Regions from separate parts of the Sus scrofa genome. Here region 1 is linked to region 2. A link is a contact called in public HiChIP or PLAC-seq data. All regions are on one chromosome and are shown on one strand. The core of a region is the stretch at or near the end of the contact, and the rest is flanking DNA. Distances in the headings are between cores, read along the strand shown.

What was found. HiChIP or PLAC-seq counts read pairs in DNA pulled down with a chosen protein or histone mark.
Region 1: an H3K27ac HiChIP or PLAC-seq map of alveolar macrophages shows a contact between it and region 2. The contact joins the promoter of PRRG4 here to the promoter of DEPDC7 in region 2. A contact is called at or near these places in 1 of 5 promoter capture datasets (liver) and 1 of 2 datasets of contacts at active chromatin or transcription factors (alveolar macrophages).

The regions. Positions count from the first base shown.
Region 1 is chr2:28,077,494-28,083,045 of Sscrofa11.1, forward strand. It overlaps PRRG4 (proline rich and Gla domain 4), which reads right to left and starts at 3,792. Exons shown (of 6, transcript NM_001244836.1): 1 at 3,397-3,792; 2 at 2,884-3,005. The coding sequence starts at 2,983.
Region 2 is chr2:27,925,638-27,930,844 of Sscrofa11.1, forward strand. DEPDC7 (DEP domain-containing protein 7) reads right to left here and starts at 3,222. Exons shown (of 9, transcript XM_021083209.1): 1 at 3,065-3,222. The coding sequence starts at 3,137.

The DNA.
Region 1 (5,552 bases), core at 2,542-5,041, 150 kb after region 2:
CTGTGGCGTTGACTGGCAGTGCCAGCTCCAGTTTGACCCCTGGCCTGGGAACTTCCACATGCCACAGGTGTGGCCATTAAAAGGTAAATAATAAAATAAAATAAAATAAAATAAAAATAAAATACCAAACCAGTGATAAAGTAACTCTGAGCCTGCCTACCTCAGCTATATTATACTTACTATGTAAAGTCTAATTTCAAAATGTAGAATTAGAAATCTGCCTTTGTATTGCTACTTCTCAGATATCCCCAGATCTTCACGTTTTGTTGGCTAGAAAAGCAGTGTCAGTCTTCTATTCAAGTAGTTATCTGAGTTATAAAACTCTGCTGCCCTCCAAATGGGACTTTAAACTTGAAAGGAAGATAAAAAGAGAGAGGCAACAACATTTTTATTGTTCCTGACATGATGTTTATACCAGTGAAAGTCCTCACTGTTGAATAAAACATGCCTTGCAGTTCCCATTGTGGCGCAGTGGTTAACGAATCCGACCAGGAACCATGAGGTTGCGGGTTCAATCCCTGGCCTTGCTCAGTGGGTTAAGGACCTGGCATTGCCATGAGCTGTGGTGTAGGTTGCAGACACGGCTCGGATCCTATGTTGCTGTGGCTGTGGTGTAGGCCAGCGGCTATAGATCCAATTAGACCCCTAGCCTGGGAACCTCCATATGCCGCAGGTAGGGACCCTAGAAAGGTAAAAAAATAAAAAATAATAAAACATGCCTTTCAGGAGTGGCTGCTGCTTACCCACTTCCCAGAGTGTGAAAATTCTAATTTAATCTGTGGTTGACCTTAGACCTTCAGTGCCTTATCAAACTTTTTTCTGCCTTTCTTATGATCCTCGGAGAAATACCGTCCTTTGTTATTTGGGCTCTAAGTAGCCATGGATTTGCTTGTAATTGAAAGAGGCAACTCCCTTGCCCGTGGAGTATCCTAAATTTCCAGTGAGAGTCCCTATTTTCATCTGGCCATTGCAGGGGGATGCACTGGCCTTTGCTCTTTTGTATTCGCCTCCTCAGATTCTCTTCTCATCTCTATTTCTCCTGCCTTAGACCATCCTTAGAGGCTGTCTGTGTATTCCACTATTTTAAACCCAGCAACTGAGATAGTCCATTCTTGTCCTCTGTCCAGTATCCCCATGTTTTCTAAATAAATTCCCTTTCAACCCTATTCTTGGGCTTTATCAGAATGTAGCTGAAGGTCCTTTATTTTCCAAGTTACTTTTCTCCATTTCTTATGTCTCAGCTGCAGATACAGAGCATTGATTTCTGAGCCATGCAACTCTCCTGAGACAAGAGTTATTGCCAATTCACTCTTTCCTCTGCACTTAAACTCTGTTTCTACCTCTGTCGTAGAGTTTGTGGAGATTATGGGTTTACACCCTGCCTCTCCCACCAGATGAAGCAGTCCTCCAGGGGAGGGATTATGGTCTTTCATTTCTACATCTCCAGTACCTAGTATAGGGCCTAGTATACTAAGCTTAATAGTTATTAACTGAATAAATCAGCTTTTTATCTTTAATTAATTATTTTTTTTGGCTGTACCCTTGGCATGCAAAAATTCCCAGGCCAGGGATCAAACCCATACCACAGCAGTAACCAGAGCTACAGCAGGACAAGGCCAAATCCTTAACTCTCTGAGCTACCAGGGAACTCCTGGGCTTTAAAAATATATAAGATTCCTCACTGACATTTCTCACAGATGTCTCTAGCCATCTGCATTCAAGTATCATCTCCAAATCCCTTCCATAGTTTGTGATGTCCTTGAAAGTGTCTTTTACACTTGTAGCATGTGAATGAATGAATGCACTCACAAGCATTCTGGAGATCAGCATTTCATCTCACTGAGTATGAATCATCAACCTTATTCATGAGTGGAATTACATATTTGGTGCAACTTGAGAGGCACCAAAAACGATCTCCTTCTAAATCTCCTCCTATGCCGGTAGCTAGCCTACCCAATTGCTTAGAAGTCTGTTGTTGGGGGTTGATTCCTTCAGGTTAAATCAGGTTAAGACATTGTCCTATTTTAATAAACACACACACACACACACACACACACCCTCCTAGAAGGTTTGAGACACTAAGTTGCATTAATGATTAATAAGTCATCCAGGAGTATTAGTGTAACAGATCCTTTCCAAAAGAAAATGAGAGTAGGCTCCGATGAGAATGAATAAGGGACAGGAAAGTGTGGGGAGGTAGATCCAAAGCACTGGCACTGAATAAGGGAGCACTAACTAGGCAGTGAGAAGAGGCAAGCCGATGCTATTTTCTCTTCTTTTTTTTTTTTTTCCCCTAAGGTAGGCTTTCAAAATGTGGGCAGTAATCAGTCCATTAATGACCTGGAGCCCACAAGGTGTGTAATTCTAGGTTAGCAAGCTCCAAATCTAATCTTCTCACACCATCTGACTTTACCCCAATAACAGACATTTTAAAGTAAAAAAGGAACTCAGAGATCATTCCACTCCACACCCACCACCATTTTACAAGCTGAAAGGGTTCAAATCACTTGCCCAAGGTCTCATAACAAATCCAGATTAGATCCTGAATTCCCTGTCCATCTTTCCAGGAAGAACAAGTAATTATGCTCATTATAATGACCACATAGCCTCATCTAGCAGAAGGGCCGCTCACTGATTTTCAGAAGTTAAAACAGGCTTTCCATTCAGTCAACCACAAACCTGGTCTTAAGTATATATTTATCAAAAGTAACTCACAGAAGTGAATTTGTATAAATTGCACTTAACATAACACACCACAACATTACCAAGTAAACCACAAATTGTAAGATATTTTAGTGCTTCTATGACTGATGCGGGGCATGCGCTGTAATACCCGCTCGGGTTTCCAGGGGGGTTTTTCTTGGAACCTGAAGCCACTCTTACCTTCTTCTCCCGCATGCCTAGACTCCTCTGGACTTGTGAGATGAGGAAACGCGAAGGTAATTACAGGCAGTTGGCTGAGTAGCACCAGGAGTGTAAACATAGTCCGGCAACTGTCAAATAAACTAAAACAAGCAAAATAACCAACCAATCAACCAACCACCAAAAAGAAATACGTCAAAAAAAAAAAAAAAAAAAAAAAAAAAGCCCCCGGCTCAGCACTTTCGAGTTCCTCTGGGAACTGAGTCACCGACCTGTTGTGCTCAAAGCCACCGCAAGACTGCGTCTGGAACGCGGTTTCGGTCACCAGGGTCCGACCCGCGCCCCGAAAAGCAGCCCCGAGAGCGTCAGGGGACTCATGTCGTCCCCTGCCCTCGGGGTCCTGCCGACGGCTAAGCGGACACCTGTCGCTGCGGGCGACCCTCTGCTTTGCAATTAAATCGGATCCGGTCCGCGGAGGTGGACCCCACCTAGTCGCCCATTCCCCTCCCCGGGACGAGTCTCCGGGCCGCTCACCTGCAGCTCCCGGAACATGTTCCAGCAGTTCCCGGGCCGGAGCCCGGTGCTTGAGTAGTTCCTGTGGCCGCCAGACCCTCTGTCTCGGCGCCCCCTAGATCCTCGCCTTTCTTTCCGTAGGGCAGGGGTGGTCCCGCGTTCGGGACAGGGTAGAGCCTGGGGTCCGCGGAGGAGGCGACCGGGCCGGCCTGGGGACGTGCGGTGTGCGTCCTGCCTTGATCCCTGGAGGCCGCGGAGTAAAGTGGTGGGAAAGGGAGGAGGCAGCTACCTAGGAGCACCTAGGAGCACCTGGCCGCGCTCCTCCTCCCGGGGGCGGGCCTACCTGCCGCGGGGGGGCAGTTGGCAGGTTTCTCCCGGGAGCCCGCGCCTAGCTGTCGCCGCCGCCGCCGCTGCCGCTTCCGCCCTGAGTCCGGCCACTGGCAGCCAGTTCTGGCTCCGCCTAGGCGCGCGAGTGGCAGGTTTGGAACTGGTTTCTAGACCCCGCGTCCTCTGCCAACCGGTGAGAGTGTGTTGGGCTCCCAGTGCTGAGCAGAGCGCCCCCGCCCGGGCGCGTCCTGGGCTTTTCGCTTTGAGTTCCAGGAGGTGGGGGGTGGGGTGGGGTGTGTCTTGGGGTTACCTTAAGTCTCAAAGGGTGGCCCGCGAACGAGAACAAAATGGTGACTAGAGAAAACCCACTTTTCTAGTAATATAAAATGGGAAGTGACCTTAAATATAATCGATTGCATTGGTTCTCAAATCTGGTCCACCAGGTCTGGATCATCTCCAAGATCCTTACCAGGGGTCTCGGGTCAACTGGTACAAAGACACGATTTGCCTTTTTCACTCTCCTTCTCTAATGAATGTACAGTGGAAATTTCCAGAGGCTGTTTGACGCGTAGTGATGTCATCACTCAGTTAACTAATAAAATGCCTGCATATGTATTGTTTTCCATGATAGTAAGTTACAGTATCAGTGTACAAGACTTTTTTTTTTTTTTTTTTTGTCTTTTGTCTTTTTTTGTTGTTGTTCTTGTTGTTGCTATTTCTTGGGCCGCTCCCGCGGCACATGGAGGTTCCCAGGCTAGGGGTCGAATCGGAGCTGTAGCCACCGGCCTACGCCAGAGCCACAGCAACGCGAGATCCGAGACGCGTCTGCAACCTACACCATAGCTCACGGCAACGCCGGATCGTTAACTCACTGAGCAAGGCCAGGGACCGAACCCGCAACCTCATGGTTCCTAGTCGGATTCGTTAACCACTGCGCCACGACGGGAACTCCAAGACATTTTTAATAGAGATTTAGAGAGAATAAAATTTGCTTGTTCTCAGTACTTCTGTACTTTTTATTAGCTATCTTTGGTCATACCTGCCAGGATAGCTGCAACCTCATCATTTTCAAATAGTTATCTGAAATCTTGAGCTGTTTTTTAAGCCTGTGAGGAAACCCAAAAAAGAAATTATATGTTGTTGTCTTTTTTTTTTTTTTTTTTTTTTAGGCCGCATCTGCTGCATATGGAGGTTCCCAGCCTAAGGGTGGAATCAGAACTGTAGCCGCTGGCCTAGGCCAGAGCCACAGCAACCAGATCTGAGCAGTATCTTCAACCTACACCACAGCTCACAGCAACGCGGGATCCTTAACCCACTGAGAAGGCCAGGGATGGAATCCCCATCCTCATGGATACTAGTCTGTTCCCTAACCACTGAGCCATGATGGCAACTCCCTATACTTTGTTGTCTTGATTAGAAATAATGTTTTGAAAATTTCTCAGTTCAATATGATAAATACCATTAGATAAAATTCACATAAGTTAAAGCTCTTTGGGGTCCTTGATAATGTTAAAGGGTGTGAAGAGGTCCTGAGATCAAAGAGTTTGAGAATTTCTGCCTCAAGTAATGAAGGCAGAGGGTTGACAGAGCACCTATGCCAGGTGATATTCACATACGTCCTTGTCCAAATAACATGCCAGCAACTCTTTAACATTATTTATTCTCTTTGATGTTATTTAAGTGGCTTGGCCCTTGCTAAAAGCCAAAAGAAACATTTTTTTCCCCTTCTCATCTTTAATTCAAATTCCACCAACTTCCTTTTTCCCCCTACAAAAGCTATTGCCTAATTTCTTCTTCTTCTTCTTTTTTTTTTTTTTTCTTTTTAGGGCCGCACTGTGGCATGTGGAGGT
Region 2 (5,207 bases), core at 1,972-4,471:
AACTGAGTGAAGGGCATATGGAAACTCTACATACTAACTTTGTGACTTTTTGCAAATCTAGTCTAAACATTTTTTATTTAAAAAGTATAAAGAAAAAAGAGGGTCTCTTCCTTCCTCTGAACCAACAGGACACAGTTCCTACCCTCCTACAAATAGGTAAAGTTCTACCATTTACCTATTCATACCACCTGGATGATGATGTCAAGCTCTGAACAGTTTTCAGTCAAATAAAGACAACTAGCAGATAAGACAAATGTGACACATATCAAAATATTTAACTCTTCATCAGAAAATAACAAGTATACTGAGTTCCTGCTGTGGCACAATAGGATTGGTGGTATCTCGGGAGTGCTGGGATGCACGTTTGATCCCTGGCCCAGCACAGTGGGTTAAGGATCTGGTGTTAGCTGCACCTGTGGCTTAGGTCACAACTTTGGCTGGGATCTGATCCCTGGCCTGTGAACTCCATATGCAAAGGGGTGGCCAAAAAAAAAAAAAAAAAAAAAAAAGAAAAAAAAGAAAAAAAGAAAGAAAATAACAAGTATATAAAATCCTAAATCATTTAGGATTTGAGAGAATTTTACTAAAGAATTATTTTTTTCAAAAGAAGTTTTAAAATGTTACAGAATTGTTAAGACAAAGGAAAAAGACTATATTTATTGGACATTAACCAAAAAAACCTCATGAAAATAGATAAATGTAGAGAACTGTATTTGGGGTATTAAAACTAGGTAGCTGTGACTGAGCGGGGAAAAATTCCTAAGAGTAATACCAATATTGCAACATTTTCACTGTACATTGGTTTTAGTAGTCCAAGAGTTTGTTTTCATTTTACAAGGCATTAAAGTTGCCATGCTGAAGACTGACACTGCCTCTGAAAAGGAGGCTGCAGGTAAACTATGTAAAATAAATAAAAAACAATTTTAAAATATGTTAGAACTATCAACAAAATTAGGCATGGGTCGATACTTTATTTCATACAGATTAAAGAGAGAGCATATGGGAAGTACTTTGAGCTCCCTAGAAAAGTGATACCAGGTGAATTCAAAGAATTAGGTTACAGTCTAAAGGGATAACAGGATAACATACCACTTTTTTACCTGTCTATATAAAAAGGCAAATATCTTGCAAGTATTTACTAAAGGTTAGCTTATAGACTTTCTTTCTTCCATACAGATCAGCTCCCTGGTTGTTACAGCCCCTTTAAAATGTGGAAGAGTTACTAATAGGTAAAGAAACAAATATACAAAGCTGCTTGCCAGAGCACACAGAACGACAATGGCAAGGAACCAAAATCCAGCGGCTCCCATTACCGTGCTCACTAGGACTGTGACAAGGCAACTAAAGAGTGGAAAGGGGATTAACACAGGATAACAGGGAGGGTTCCAACAGCAGCAAGCAAAGCACATGAGAATAGGCAGTGAGGCCTTCTCTGCCCACTGCACCAAGTATGCAGAAGACTGTGGTCCTTTCCTTGGGTTCAAATTCCATAACCATCATTTTAACTCTTCCCTCTGAGAGTTATCTATTTAATTTTGAATACATGTTCCCTTGCACTAAGAATCTGTTCACAAATGACCAAAGTTCTGAATTGGTATTTCAAGTGTTAGAGAAGACAAGACTTTTTTATTTATTTATTTAGCGTTTTAGGGCCGCACCTGGGCATACGGAAAGTTCCCAGGCTAGGGGTCGAATGGGAGCTACAGCTGCTGGCCTACACCACAGCCACAGAAACGCTAGATCTGAACGTCATCCGAAATCTACACCACAGCTCACGGTAACACCAGATCCTTAACCCACTGAGCGGGGCCAGGGATTGAACTTGCGTCCTCATGGATACTAGTCAGATTCATTATTGCTGAGCCGCAATTGGAGCTTCAAGAGAGGACTTTTAATCATGTAAAACTTGGGAATTTCTTTCACTTAAAAAGTGAGCCTAAAGATTTCTCAAGACTGTTTCCAAGACTATTTGATTTTATATTCCTAAATGATGAATTATTTCTCTTCTCTCCTATAAAACAAGGAAAAATTCTGAATGTAGCCATCATGTGCTCATCTGAATCCTTTCAATTGGAGGATAAGGTCAATATTAAGATTGTTTTTAGAAAAGTACAAACAGAAAAGTGCTTCTCTATCACAATTTATTCTTAGCATTTTGAAGATTATGCACCCAATGTGACCTACGACAATCCACTGACCACTCTTACCTTGAGGAATGAGTCACAGTTTCACTGGTTTGTTTTTACAAATGAAAAGTTTTTGTCAGATGGGGAACTAATTCTTAAAGCACCCCACATTGCAGCTACAAAAAGGGGGAAAGTTCTAACTTCTCTAAAAGTAAACTAAAAAAGCCAAGTGTTATCTGGACGTCTTAACTCTATTAACTGAGATGTAGGATACGTTGGAATTAGAATTTTAGAACCGATCGTCCAATTCTGTTCCGTTGTTGGAACATTTAAAAAACCCCAAGATGTTAGCATACTAACATTCTAAGCAAACCGCCCCCCAACACATGATTAAGCTGGCAGAATTCACCAGCGTCTCTCTTAATAACATAAATCCTCTGAAAAAGAAAAGCAAAAACTTCTATTCATTGAAATACCGTTTATCCGGAAAGCACAAAAAATACCTGAAGCCAAGTTTCTGCCGGTACAATTTAATATAACAGAAACTTCTCCTCACTCCCAGGAAGAATCTGGGGAACAAAGTGGGCAAGAGAGGCATTTGGGCCATGGCTGTACTGAGGAGTCAAGGTCTGTGGCTGAGACAGAAGGCAAAGAGCTATACCACTGCAGATATACTTGTCACCAGTACTGCTGTGGAGCACGTCTGGTGACCGTCTGCCAGCCCAGTCCGCAGCGGGAGCACAGACTAGGACACGGTTAAGTTAAAGTTTGGGTAACTTAGAAAGCTGAGCAGCGAAGGCACTGGTCCGAGCGGCCGCAGCTGTGAGGAGCTCCCGGAGGCCGCCGCGGACCTGGCTGTACCCGGCGGAATTCCCGCCCGCGCGAGAACCGCAGCCTGGGTCCCAAGCCCGCCCCCGGACAGGGTCCCTGGCACCTACCGGGAGGCCTCCGCGCGGGGCTCTGGAGAGCCGAGAGGTTCAGAGCCGCCGCCTTCTCCCGCACCGTGGCCATGGCAGCAGCGGACCACACGCCACCACCTCAGACTGCCTCACCGCGAAGTGGGTGCCGGCGCTGCGGCCGCCAGTTAACTGGCCGGGGCAGGGGCGGGGCTTCCGGCAGGCACCGCCCCCTGAATCCTCCGCCCCCGGCGGGCCCGCGGGACCGCCAAGCTCCACCGGTCACGTGCAGGCCCGGCAGGCAGTAACCTGCTGCCCCGCGGGCAAGGGAAAGGTACGGCAGCTTTCCCCTTGAGTCCCGGCCTCGGGGTAGCCAGATGGGAAATATTTCTGCGAACACGACCCTGCGAGTCCGCGCCTGCCCCACGCGGCCAGCATTTCGTCGCGGTTGGCAGAGTCCAAGCGCAGGCAGGGATAAGCGCCCGGCAGCCTCAGACCAGCTGGGTGCAAAGCACATCCCATCCCACACTGGATTACCTCTGGGCCTCACTGTCCTCACCTGTGCGCGGGGGCAGTATTAGTACCCACTTAACGGATTTATTTATTTATTTTTTTAAACGAGGATTACACGACCTAACTCATGTTCGGCATTTTAGTAGTTGGGTCTGGAACCTAAGTGCTTAATATTATATCACACCCATTTCCACGCATCCCTTCCTGTAAAGAACGAATCTTTTATCTGGCCCAGAGGAGCAATGTCTAGAGGTCAGTCAGGAGGGCAGGGGCTGGCCTTGGGGCTGGCTGCCAAGGAAATCAGTGCTGCCTTCAAAGTAACTCTGGGTCTGGTGGCCAGGGACAGAACTAGGAGAGAAGGGGAGGAGGAGGGTAAAGGGATCCAATGCTGGGGTACCTCTGAAAAGATGAGTTGATATGAGACCAGTAATTCAATTCTCCCCCTCCCCTTTCTAACTTGCGGATTTCGCAATCATTTTAAACCTTTAGTGTACTGTATAATAAATTAGGAGGAGGAGGATGACCGACCGTAACGTTATAAATTAAATGGTTTTTAAATGGGAGTTCATTAGCTTATTGGAGGACGCTCCTACACGTGGTTAGAAGAATACATACGTGTGGTTATTTCAAAGAATCCATATCAAGAAGCTGCGACCTTAGGGACCCCGGTTTAACGGGTGAGACCTGAGCCATTGCTGCTCCTAAGATTTGGATTAGTATTTTTATGTGCTCCCTCCCCCTGGTGGTAGTAAAACCCAGCTTTGCCTCAGTTCAAGGAATTTCCTTTGTTAATTTCTCAGTTGGCTATTGCTCTCAAAGATACACTTTAGGACTGGTTTCTGGTATCCAGTAGACCAGTTAACTTTACCTTATGCTTTTAACCGAATCAACACACAAGTCCGTTCTCACTACTCAGGAGAAAAAAAGCTCATCTTATTTTTGAAACCAAATCTTGAGAAACGGTAATATTGACTTAAGCGACTATTTTGATATTTTATAAAAATTTCAAAGAATTTTTTACCAGCTTGTGCTATCTTTGTCTGTCTTACCTGGCGAAATGCTCCTTTTTACTTATCCACACTCTATGCATCCTGGAGGCCTAATTCAAATCCCACTTTCTTCACTGGACAGACTTTTTTTCCAGATTATACTGATTATTTCTCCTCTACAGATCCATGGCAATTATCAAGTACATCACTGTTTAGGGGGCCGTCATATTGATATTACGTAATTATTTCAGCACACACTTTTTTTTTTCTTTTTTTTTACACGCCTGCCTGGCATATGGAAATTCTTGGGCCAGGGATTGAATTCCAGCCACAGCTGCAACCTACACCACAGCTGTGGCATTGCTGGATACTTAATGCACTGCACCACAGTGGGAAAACCACACATATCTTTTAAAAGTTTTTTTATTTGATTAAGTATAGTTTATTTACAATGTTATATTAATTTCTGCCATACCACAAAGTGATTCAGTTTTATATATATATGTAAAAAATATTAATATAGTTATGTACATTTTTCATATTCTTTTCCATTATGGTTTATCATAGGATATTGAATATACAGTAGGACCTTGTTTATCCATTCTGTATATAATAGTTTGGGAGTTCCCATTGTGGCTCAGTGAGTTAAGAACCCAACTAGTATCCATGAGAATATAGGTTCA